3 separate regions of the Mus musculus genome follow, and all the other regions are linked to region 2. A link is a contact called in public ChIA-PET and HiChIP or PLAC-seq data. All regions are on one chromosome and are shown on one strand. Each heading gives the region's core, a stretch centred on a gene start, on an enhancer-like site or on the middle of the called end of the contact. The rest is flanking DNA. Distances are from core to core; before and after follow the strand shown.

Region 1 (3,605 bases), core at 884-3,383, 210 kb before region 2:
GACCAGTGACCCTTTTCTCTTTCCTCCTTAATTTCCATGGACTAAGTCTTACACGACTACCCAATTTGGGGCATGGTATTCCTTATTTTATTATTTTATTTTCTGTGCATGCTTTTTTGCCTGCATGTGTGTCTGTGTATGGGTTTAGGATGCCCTGGAACGGGACTTAGAGACAGCTGTGAGCTACTTTGTGGGTGCAGGTCTTTGTTGTACACTTATCCTGCTCCCATTGGTTGGGGTGTTCAGCTGTAGCAGAGGATGTGCACTGTTCAATATTCATATCTTTTTTTTTCTTTTTGTTTTTTTTTGTTGTTTTTTTTTCTTTTTGTTTTTTTTTTTTCTTTCTTCTCTTTCTTGTTCAATATTCATATCTTAACTTGTCTACCAGGATTAGTTACCCACACACATGTTTCTTTCTGCAAAATAGGATGTCAGTTCTCAGGGAGGTCTTGAGAATTTAAACTCTACTTGGCCCCTACTCAAAATGGAAGTCTTTTTTTGTTTGTTTGTTTCAAGACAGGGTTTCTCTATATAGCCCTAGCTGTCCTGGAACTCACTTTGTAGACCAGGCTGGCCTCAAACTCTAAAATCCTCTGCCGCCCAACTGCTGGGATTAAAGGCGTGCACCACCACTGCCCAGCCAAAATGAAAGTCTTATTCCAAATAGTTCCTTATATTGGCTCAGGTGACTCTCTTACCTTGGGGCCCATCCCAGGGGCAGCTTACACTATAAAAGCTTATACACAGGTGCAGAAAGTGCTGCAGGGTGGTTGTTTCGGGTCCAAGGGTAACTATACAAAGTCGTTCTACTGACTTCTATCGTGATTGGTTTCAAGGGCACAGAACATAACTATATAATCAATCTTAGCATTAGAAAGTTCCTTAGGAACAGCACAAACATGAGAAAGTTTCTTTATAATGGCAGGCTGTCCAGGTAACGGTTACCTAGGCCTTAACCTTCCATCTAGGCCTTAACAGTGGTCTCTTTCTTTGCAACCCAGAACTTATTTCTATTACCACAAGGGAACTGTGAGGCATGTACGTGGGAGATCAGATACAACACTAGGATCTGAGGCCCACAGCTCCAGTCTCTTAGCCTTGAGAACTTTAACCCCGAGTCTCCATTCAAATTGACTCCATTTTTCTCTAGACTCCCAATCACACAGCAAGTGTGGAGCTGAGCCGTGTCCTATGGATTTATAAGCCTCGTCCCAACAAGAAGAATAAACACCTGGGACCTAGGTGGGCGTGCCTGTGCACCTGGATCCTATTGCACAACTTCAGTTTTACAAGGCGAGTGGGGACAGCACTGCTTGTATCTACCTAGCAGAACTGTTTGCAATAAATACAAATCAAAATTTAAGTGTAAACAGTCCTAGCTTAGTTTACACAGTAGAATTTAACGACGAAAATGACCATTGGCTCTTACCGGGTTTCAGAGGCATTTGGACAATTTCCACTGGACCTTACTCGGTCGTTTATTCAAGAAGTCTTTGCTGCGCCTTTCCTTTGACTTAATGTGATGACTATGGGTCCCAGGGAGCTCAGGCTGAAATTGGGAGACAGTCGCGCGGTTCAAAATGCAACGCCACTTCACTCGAATGGATCAGAATTTTACAGACACTCTCGAGCCTCTTAAGTCAGATCTGAGACTACAGCTCCTGGATCCCCAACCAAAGGAATCTTTCATCTTCCCATTAGCCTGTACCCTCAACTCATCAGGAAAGCCCTTTAAGCAGGAAACCTTGAAAGTGAGCAGCGCATAGTAATGTATGGCTCGGGGAACAGATGGCCGGCGGAGTAAAGCACTTTTTAAGGGCCTCCGCGCCAAGCAACGCGGTCATTCGGTGCGCCAGCTTTTCGGAGCCAATCGCAGGCACGAGCGGTGACGTCACCACTGGGGCGCGCCTGACCGGCACACATGCGCCGGGTTACCTGCCACCAGGCAGTAGGCTGAAGTCTCCTGTGCGCGCCAACAGCAGTGGACGCGGTTGGAACCACTGAATGAATGGATACTCTTGACGATCCGAGGGAAACGGCGGGCGAAGACCAAGCCCTGACACCCTCCATTCCCTTTGAACAAGGAAGGAGGTCGTTCACTACTGAACAAGCGCAGGACTGAGGGCCAAACAGGAAGCTGTAGTACTAGTGCCTTCACTGATTGGCCCAGGCTCTGTCACTTACTTGTACTGAGCCAATGAGTGCCAAGCCTGGACTCCAGCCTCTAAGAAACCGGTGTTCCTAGCCATATAGGGAATCTATTTGAGTCCTGTTTCTCCTTCAACCTGGCAGAGTTACAGAAAAATGTATTTTCCCCGAGGGAAGCGCACACTGACCCCAAATTCCAAACACAGACTGGGTAGAGATCACAGAAAACTCACAATATCATGACAAATGTATCCAAGGACCAGCATAAAAAAACGACACTGAAAAAAAAAAAAAAAAAAAAAGCTGGGCAGTGGTGGCGCACGCCTTTAATCCCAGCATTCGGGAGGCACAGGCAGGCGGATTTCTGAGTTCGAGGCCAGCCTGGTCTACAAAGTGAGCTCCAGGACAGCCAGGGCTATACAGAGAAACCCTGTCTCGAAAAAAAACCAAAAAAAAAAAAAAAAAGAAAGAAAGAAAAAGAAAAAACCAACCAAACAAACAAACAAAAAAAAAAAAAAAAAAAAAGACACTGAAATTTGATCAGCTTCCTAAGCTTTAGGCTAACTCACCAGGATTTAGAAAGAAACCAGCGTGGGTGTTGGCACTTGTAATTCCTACAACTCTTAACGGTTGAGAAAGGATTATCAGTTTGAAGCCAGCCTGTCCTACCCATATTAAGGCCTTGTCTACAAAGGTTCTCCATGGGCCCACTGGCTTCCTTCTGTTACAGCAACAGCGCTCTACAGCACACTTTGCTGATGTCCAGCTGTTGCTCCTGAGTGTCCCACCCTCAGCAGCCCCGCCTACAACAACAAACAGATGCTTTAGTTCCACAGAATTTATTAGCGGGGTGAGCCTGCTGGCAGGCTCTGATGATGCTCCCAGCATGTGAGGATGCTGTTGTGTCCTTCCTTCTTGATGCCCATAATCCTCAGGCTTGAATGGGATGTACGTCCCCCAGCCTCAGCTCTCTACAGTACAGACAGGGCCCTCCTGAGTGCTGGCAGGGCAGGGCTGTATGCTGTGTGTCCTGAGAACACCAAAGTGCAACTGTGGCAGCTGTGGAGGCGAGGCAAGTATCGAGCATCCCAGTGCTGACTCAGAGCTGTGAAGGGTGACAGATGCGTGAGCTGTGGGCCCCGGGCCGATCGTCACTCTCCGTCCTGGTTGGGTTGGATGAGTCTATATTCCACTGCTTTCTCCAGGCAGGCTGCGGCAGCCCTGGTGACTGGGCTCTCCTCGCCCTTGGCCAACACTGACAGGATCTCCAGGACCTCACTCTCCATCAGGGTGCCGGCGATCTCCTTCGAAGACTGCATCATGTTCAGCACCACCACGGTGCCCCGGTGCTGCAGCTCCTGGTTGGGGCTGAGGAGCAGGGCCTGCAAGATCTCCAGCCAGTGTGTGGTCTGTAGGAAACGGGCGGATGTGAAGACTGGCAGAAACCACATCTACGC
Region 2 (3,178 bases), core at 482-2,981:
ATAAAGCTGCTCTTAACTTTCCATTCTCCTGTCTCATTCAAAGTGCCAATTGGGGTCATAGGTGTGAACCACCAAAATTCCTAGTGGCAACTGATCTTATTCTACAGGAAAGCAAGATACTCAAAGGCTTTTAGGCACAAAATTATACAGATAATTTTTCAATTACTTTGAACCTGGTAAGACAGAAAAGGCCTGGGAAGATGGCTCAGTCAGTAAACTGCTTGTAGTATGAACATAGGGACCTGATTTCAGATCTCCAGAACCCACTTAGAAAGTCAGGAGTGGTAATGTGCATCTATAATGCCAGTCCTGGGAGGCTTGCTAGTTTAATCAGTAAGTTCCAGGTTCAGTGAGACTGCCCCAAACACTAAGATGGAAGACAACTGCAGAAGGTACCTCTGGTCTTCTTGCACATTAACACACACACACAAACATGGACAAGAACATACTCCTATCTCCATTCCTGACAAAAGGTAAAAATTTAGAAAATAGAGCATGTCCCTCAACCAAGTTTAAGATGCTACATTCTGTCCAGCAGTGGCAGCCATTGCCTTTAATTCCAGCACTCAGGAGGGAAAGGCAGTGGAATCAGGGTTCGAGGCCAGCCTGGTCTACAGTGGGCTACACAGAGAAATCTGTGAGTCTCTTTTGCAGAAGTACATATTTCACAGTATATACACTTTAAATAACAGGGATGGTGACATGGGTCTGTAACTCAAGCACTTGAGAGGTTGAGGCTGAAAAGATCATGGAGTCCAAAGTCACCCTCAGCTCTACAAGTTTGAGGCCAGACGGGACTACAAGATCCAAAACAAACAAACTGGTACTAAATCCCTATCTTGGGAACCTAAAAATCCCACTTCATCCAAGCAAAGTTAAAGTGACATCCAAACAGAATAGCAGTCAGGCTAACAAAATGTTGACTCAAGCCGGTGTGACGTCAACTCAGCACTGGATGGCTGAGACGGTGTGACGTCAACTCAGCACTGGATGGCTGAGACAAGTTCCTTCCAAGCTCAATTAAATGTATTACTCCCCAGGCGTCTGCCTCTCTCCTTCTCCTCCATCTTGTCATCTCTCGATCAGTCTTTCCCACCCCTACCCCTTGCTGAGGTAGGAGAGCTGTGTATTTAAAGGCGACACCGGAAGATGGCAGGTTCATCTCAGTCACCCTCACCCGGTAACCTATGACAGTTAAGAGGGACTGGGAGGAAGCCTGGGGCAGTGAGATAGGCTTCAGAGCTGGGCAGGTCCTATTCAAACCTCATCTGGCATCCAAGCCCGCGCGCCCTTTCGGCAAACGAGGTCTGAGCTCCTGCTTCTCCGATTAAAAACAGGGCACCTCCACCTCTTCTGGCGTCTCGAAAGCATGCATTGCTACGAGGGGTCGTTGCAGCACTACACAAACTACGGGAAGCAGATGAGCTAATTTCTCGCGTATGACAATCAAGGCCTTAAGGAAAGTGTGGACAGTGAGACTCGAGCCTCGGCCGCCTGACATGGCCTTTTCTGGGTCACCAGGTCTCTACTCCGGTCTGGGCTTCTCGCCACAAGCGAGGCTCGGAGAACCTGGGACGGATGACTGGTGAAATGGCCAAGGCCTCGGGCTCTGTTAGTCGGCGGAGCCACCGCAACCCAGCGCGCGCCGAACTCACCTCACTCAGGCTTACGTCGCGCCGGGCGGAACCACCATCCAAACTCCGCGCGCCGACACGGCCCTCCTGCGCCCCGCGCCGCACGCTCTGCGCGGCAAGAAGGATGATTCTGATTGGGTAATCCCTGAAGGATCTAACCAATACCGTGGCCTCTGGCTCCTGGCCCCGCCCCTAGAGCTGCTGGGGCGGTATCCCCCGAGCACGTACTACTAAAGCCCAATCCGAATGCAGCTGACCGGTCAGGTGATTATGGCAAACTACCTGGCTTCCGGCGTAGTAAGGCTTTGTTTTGTTTTTTGTTTTTTGTTTTCCTAGTGTAGGGAAAGGCGCCTGAAGCCCAGTCTGTGGCATGGTAGAGATTTTGTGATGTTTGAAGACAGCCGAGGCTTGCTAGTTCCGGTAAATCAGGCGAAGCGTCTGTGGGCCTCTTCTTTTGGATCTCACCCTCTATTCTTGTGAAACTTCGGCGGTTCTTCCACTGCTGACTGTCATTAATCGGTCGCAAGCTCAGATACTTCAGCTGGCATGCAGATGCCGAGGGTGAAGCTTCAGTTCTAGTGGGTAGCTTCCACCATGAATGCAGCCCGGTGATGCCTGATCTTCTATTTTTGTAACTTTTAGTTTTTTTGAGACCGGACCTTACATAGCCCAGGTTGGCCTCAAACCTCCACCAAATTGTGTAGGAGAAGCTGACCTTGAACTCCCGATCCACCTACTTACACTTCCCAAATACTAGGATTACATATTCCACCAAAGTGGGCTCTTGTTAATTTTTTTCTCTTCCAACCCTGTCATCTGTCCTTACCCTCTTTTTATTTTATTTATTTATTTATTTATTTATTTATTTATTTTGGTTTTTTGAGACAGGGTTTCTCTGTATAGCCTTGGCTGTCCTGGAACTCACTCTGTAGACCAGGCTGGCCTCCAACTCAGAAATCCACCTGCCTCTGCCTCCCAAGTGCTGGGATCAAAGGCGTATGCCACCACTGCCGGACCCTTTCCCTCTTTTAAGGAGTAAATTCAAACTGTTACAACAATATGGAAAACAGTACAAAGGATTTGAAAGATACTAAAAGTTACCTCATGACCCAGAAACATCTCCTCTGACATATACCCAAAGAAAATTAATAAATAACTTCCTAAAGCTATCAGCTTTCCCTTGTTCATTGCTGCATAATCCACAATAGCCAAGATATGAAAATAAGCTGTCAGGAGAAAGACGGGAAATGCACATCAGAATAGTAATTAGCCTGGTAAAAAGAACCAGATCTTTCCATTTAGGGACATTATGCTAAGTGAAATAAGCCAGACACAGTAAATTATTATTGCATGATCTTATATGTGGGATCTTTATAAAATTTAAATATTCATATCTAGAGAAAACTGGTGGAGAGTTGTGGGTTAGAGGACACATATAGTGAAAATACCTAGAGATCCAAAATACAATATGCAAGTTCTATATATTGCATTTGTGCTAAACTATTATGAGTTACAAAAACCAAGGAAGTATAGCTGCAGATGAT
Region 3 (3,551 bases), core at 951-3,450, 180 kb after region 2:
AGATTTATTGGAGAATTCAAAAGTAATTGCTCTTTTTCTCCTGAAGCTGCTTCATTTGAACAGAGAACAGTAACTTGGATTAGCTCTGCCCACAAAGGCAGCAGCCGGAAGACATCAGACTCCATCCTCTGACTGCGCCGATGGGTTGTACTTCTGGTGAATTTGATGTGCATGCTTGCTATCAACCTGACAGCTTTCACTTCTAAACGAGAATTTGAATTTCACCATTCTTATTGCTAAGTAAAACAAATACCAATGTCTACAAAGTAGTAATGACCACTTAGGAGGCTTTAACAGAAAGGGGTTGGGAGGGGGTCCCACTCTTTCCTACATGATGAGAGAAAATGAGGGAGCAGGGCTGAGGGGAAGTCAGGCTTATGGCTTCACAAGGAGAAGGGAGAGGGCACTGACGTCCGTCCGTCCGTCAGAGGGAGTGTGAACTGAGGCACCGCCACTGGACCAGGTCCTTGCTTCTAAGGAATAATGGAGGATCCTAGAAAGACAGCCGTGAGGTGCTGCCGTTTTTTGTTAACTCTTCTGGGCGGCGAGCGACCCATTACTTCCCATAGAACTTTTTGTTGAGAAGGAAGATCAGGAGGTTGACATTCACTTTAGCTCTATCAAATAATTTCATAACTGCAACTCCTTCATACTGTAGCTGCAGCAAGTCCTGTTTAAAAAACAAAACAAAACAATTTCACCATCGAATCCAGAACAAGAAAAGGAAGGACCCCACGATCCAGGAGAGGAGAGGCAGGACTTCTGTGCCAGGTGTGAAATGGTGCAGCAGGTCAGACACACTTCTCAGTGCAGAGCTTTACGGGGCACGACTGCCCTGGGGCCAGCTACCCTGGGTGCTGGAGCAACAGGGAGCCTACAACTTAGTCTTAGGTTATCATTTAGTTTATAGTAAAAGATTCTAAACACAAAGGGAAATTAGGAGTTATGTTCAGTTAAAATACATTTAAAGCTTATTTCAAAAGTTACAACGGTAGGGGCCGCTGGAGCAGTGAGCAGGGCATGGATGAGTGGGTGAAGCATCATCCTCAAGAGGCAAAGGGGAGGGTGGAGAGGGGAGAGGGGAGATGGGATGGGATTTGTTGAGGGGTAACTGGAAGGGGGATATGATTTGAAATGTAAAGGAATGATTAATCAAAAAGAAGTTATGATGGCATTTCCCCATTGTTTCAGATGTAGGTTAGAGGTTTTAATACACATAGAAAAAGTAAAGGCATTTCAATTTATGAAATATGCCAATGAGAATGAGAAATGAAAATGAGAATGACCTGTAATGTCTCAGTACCTACCAGTTGCTCTGCCCCCGCCCCGCCTCCACCCCTGGCACTTTTGCACAGGCTGACCGAATACTCCTGACCCCATGGTGGGATGACAGGTATGTGCTGCCTGGCTCAGTTTCTACAGTGCTGAGATCAAACCCAGGGGTTTGTGCCTGCCAAACAAGCATTCTACCAACAGAACTACATCTCCAGCTCTGCAGTCTACTGGAGTCCTTTGTTTTTAGGAGACTGAGCCCAGGGTCTCTTGTAAACTGAATATGACTCCAACTTCAACTCCGCATGAGAAAGGTTGTCTAACGTAAATGCAAGTACAACAGGAGGAGCAACCATCCAGCACCGAGCCTGTGTGTGGCCTCGGTTAGGCACCTTACACACTATTTTTTCAAGGCATTACAAAAACCTTATGAAGCATAATTATCTGAACTTTAGAGATGAGCTGCTGAGGCTCAAAGTGTTGGGTGGCAAGGCCATCAGGAAAGAGCTGGCTCTGGGGTGATCGGTATGATCGGCTGTTTTCTAATGTTCTCTGCAGTCCTGGCGGCTTACGACAGCACTGTCGTCACTACCACTAAACTGGTGAGTGGTGGTGAGGAAGGGCATGAAGGGACCGCAGTGTCCCAAGGATGGGGACCATGGTGTGTCCTCTCTGCCTAGCCTAACCCTAACCCCAGGCACCTATGAGGCAGACCAGTTCCTGAATCCGAGCAGCAGTGTACAGTCTCCTTAGCAGACTGGTTGGCCTGCACTGGCAGTGAAACCAATGGAATAGGGACTGTATGCAGTATGCTTAGTTACAGTGTGTGAAGAAATCCTTTCACAGTTACTGAATTAATATGCGCTGAGAGACTACTGGTTACCAACAGGGAGGTACAGATGACTAAGACATACTGTCTTAGGAGTTCCCAGTTTTGGGGGTGGCAGGGAAATGAGTCAGCTCGCACTGTCAACAGAGGATGTCTCAGGGCTGCTGAGTCAAGGGGAAGGGCCATCACTGCGGCTGTAGGGGGGCAGCGCGGGCCAGTGCTCACTGTTTGATGGAGGCAGGAGGCAGGTAGGGAGCAGAGGGAGGGAGGCTGATTCCAGGAGGGGAGAGCATCCTGTGCAGAAGGCGGAACGCTTGCTCACAGAGAGGCACCAGCCTGGTTTGCTAGACCACGGCAGTGGCAAGCAAGGCAGGGTGTGGCAAGACATGGAAGAGCAGTTTGGCAGTAGAGCATGTGTGAGGCTCAAAGTTTGATTCTCAGCACTGCAAAAGAAATGAGCCAACCAGGCTGAAGAGGTCACTCACTGGTTAGGAGCACTGACTGCTCTTCTAGAGGTTCTGAGTTCAATTCCCAGCAACCACATGGTGGCTCACAACCTTCTGTAATAGGATCTGATGCCCTCTTCTGGTGTGTGTCTGAAGACAGCTACATACATAAATACATAAATCTTTAAAAAAAAAAAAAAGAAAAGAAAAAGAAACCAACCAACAAAAACCGTAAGAGGTCTACTATGTGGTACACACATAGTTGGGTCTGGACACCGCTCATGAATCCTTTCAATTGTCTGATTATTTCTGGCTTTGGATTTTGAAGATTGCTTTCACTATACAGGCTGGCCAGGAATTACAATGAAGTCCAGGCTGGCCTCAAACTCTGAATCTTCTTGCCTCTGTCTCCTGAGAGCTGGATTACTGGTGCGTGTCACCATCCTTATTTGGTACATTTTTTAATGTGCAAAAATAGATATTTAGGCAGCTCGGCATGGTGGCACATATCTATAATCCCAGCATTTGGGAGAAACAGGAGAGTCAAGTGTTCAAGGCCAGACTCAACTACATAGTGGATTTGAGGATAGTTTGGGCTACATAAGATTCCTCCCACTCCCCAAAATCAGGTATTTGGGGTTGGAAATTGAACTCAGTGGGAAACAGCCTGCAAGCACAATGCTGAGGGTCAAATGTAAGCACCAGAAAGAAAAAAAAAAGAAACTTAAAAATAAATTAGGGGCAGCTACGTTATAAAACGGCTACAGAGTTAATTTTGAATTTAAAATGTGATTCAGAGTTACAACGAGGCAATGTGTTCACAAATTTTAGTAATATCCCTAACAAAAGGTATCCATATCAAATAAAAATGAAAACAAAGAGAGATTTCAAGTACAGAGCAGCAAAGAATCTCTTACTGCTAACACTGGTGGTTAGGTACCTCCTTCAAGGCCAGGGCACCAGCTCATCAGGGCTGGAGTGAAGATTCAGGTGTCAGAGCACTC

What was found. ChIA-PET counts read pairs in DNA pulled down with a chosen protein or histone mark. HiChIP or PLAC-seq counts read pairs in DNA pulled down with a chosen protein or histone mark.
Region 1: a contact with region 2 is called in an RNA polymerase II ChIA-PET map of memory CD8 T cells, with 1,180 read pairs. The contact joins the promoter of Rccd1 here to the promoter of Blm in region 2. A contact is called at or near these places in 8 of 39 promoter capture datasets (the C10 cell line, embryonic stem cells, erythroid cells and 4 more), 1 of 15 datasets of contacts at CTCF or cohesin (the NIH/3T3 cell line), 4 of 484 Hi-C or Micro-C datasets (CD8 T cells, bone marrow-derived macrophages, embryonic stem cells and 1 more), 12 of 115 datasets of contacts at active chromatin or transcription factors (the SCID.adh cell line, bone marrow-derived macrophages, effector CD8 T cells and 8 more) and 4 of 9 other capture datasets (adipose tissue, liver, macrophages and 1 more).
Region 3: a FOXA1 HiChIP or PLAC-seq map of pancreatic cancer cells shows a contact between it and region 2. The contact joins the enhancer-like site here to the promoter of Blm in region 2. A contact is called at or near these places in 3 of 39 promoter capture datasets (the 3T3-L1 cell line, liver and neural stem cells), 2 of 115 datasets of contacts at active chromatin or transcription factors (the NIH/3T3 cell line and pancreatic cancer cells) and 2 of 9 other capture datasets (adipose tissue and liver).

The regions. Positions count from the first base shown.
Region 1 is chr7:80,322,321-80,325,925 of GRCm38.p6, forward strand. Rccd1 (RCC1 domain containing 1) reads right to left here and starts at 2,134. Exons shown (of 9, transcript NM_173445.4): 1 at 1,430-2,134. It overlaps Unc45a (unc-45 myosin chaperone A), which reads right to left. Exons shown (of 20, transcript NM_133952.2): 20 at 2,972-3,557. The coding sequence ends at 3,300.
Region 2 is chr7:80,533,388-80,536,565 of GRCm38.p6, forward strand. It overlaps Blm (Bloom syndrome, RecQ like helicase), which reads right to left and starts at 1,732. Exons shown (of 22, transcript NM_001042527.2): 1 at 1,656-1,732.
Region 3 is chr7:80,713,276-80,716,826 of GRCm38.p6, forward strand. Iqgap1 (IQ motif containing GTPase activating protein 1) reads right to left here. Exons shown (of 38, transcript NM_016721.2): 38 at 1-670. The coding sequence ends at 557. Among named protein-coding and RNA genes, the nearest start is that of Crtc3, 26 kb to the left of the region's middle. Within about 2 kb of position 2,201, at least 105 of the 459 cell types and tissues checked have an H3K27ac peak or open chromatin away from gene starts, as enhancers often do. A contact at or near this core is called in the NIH/3T3 cell line and pancreatic cancer cells, where this site is marked.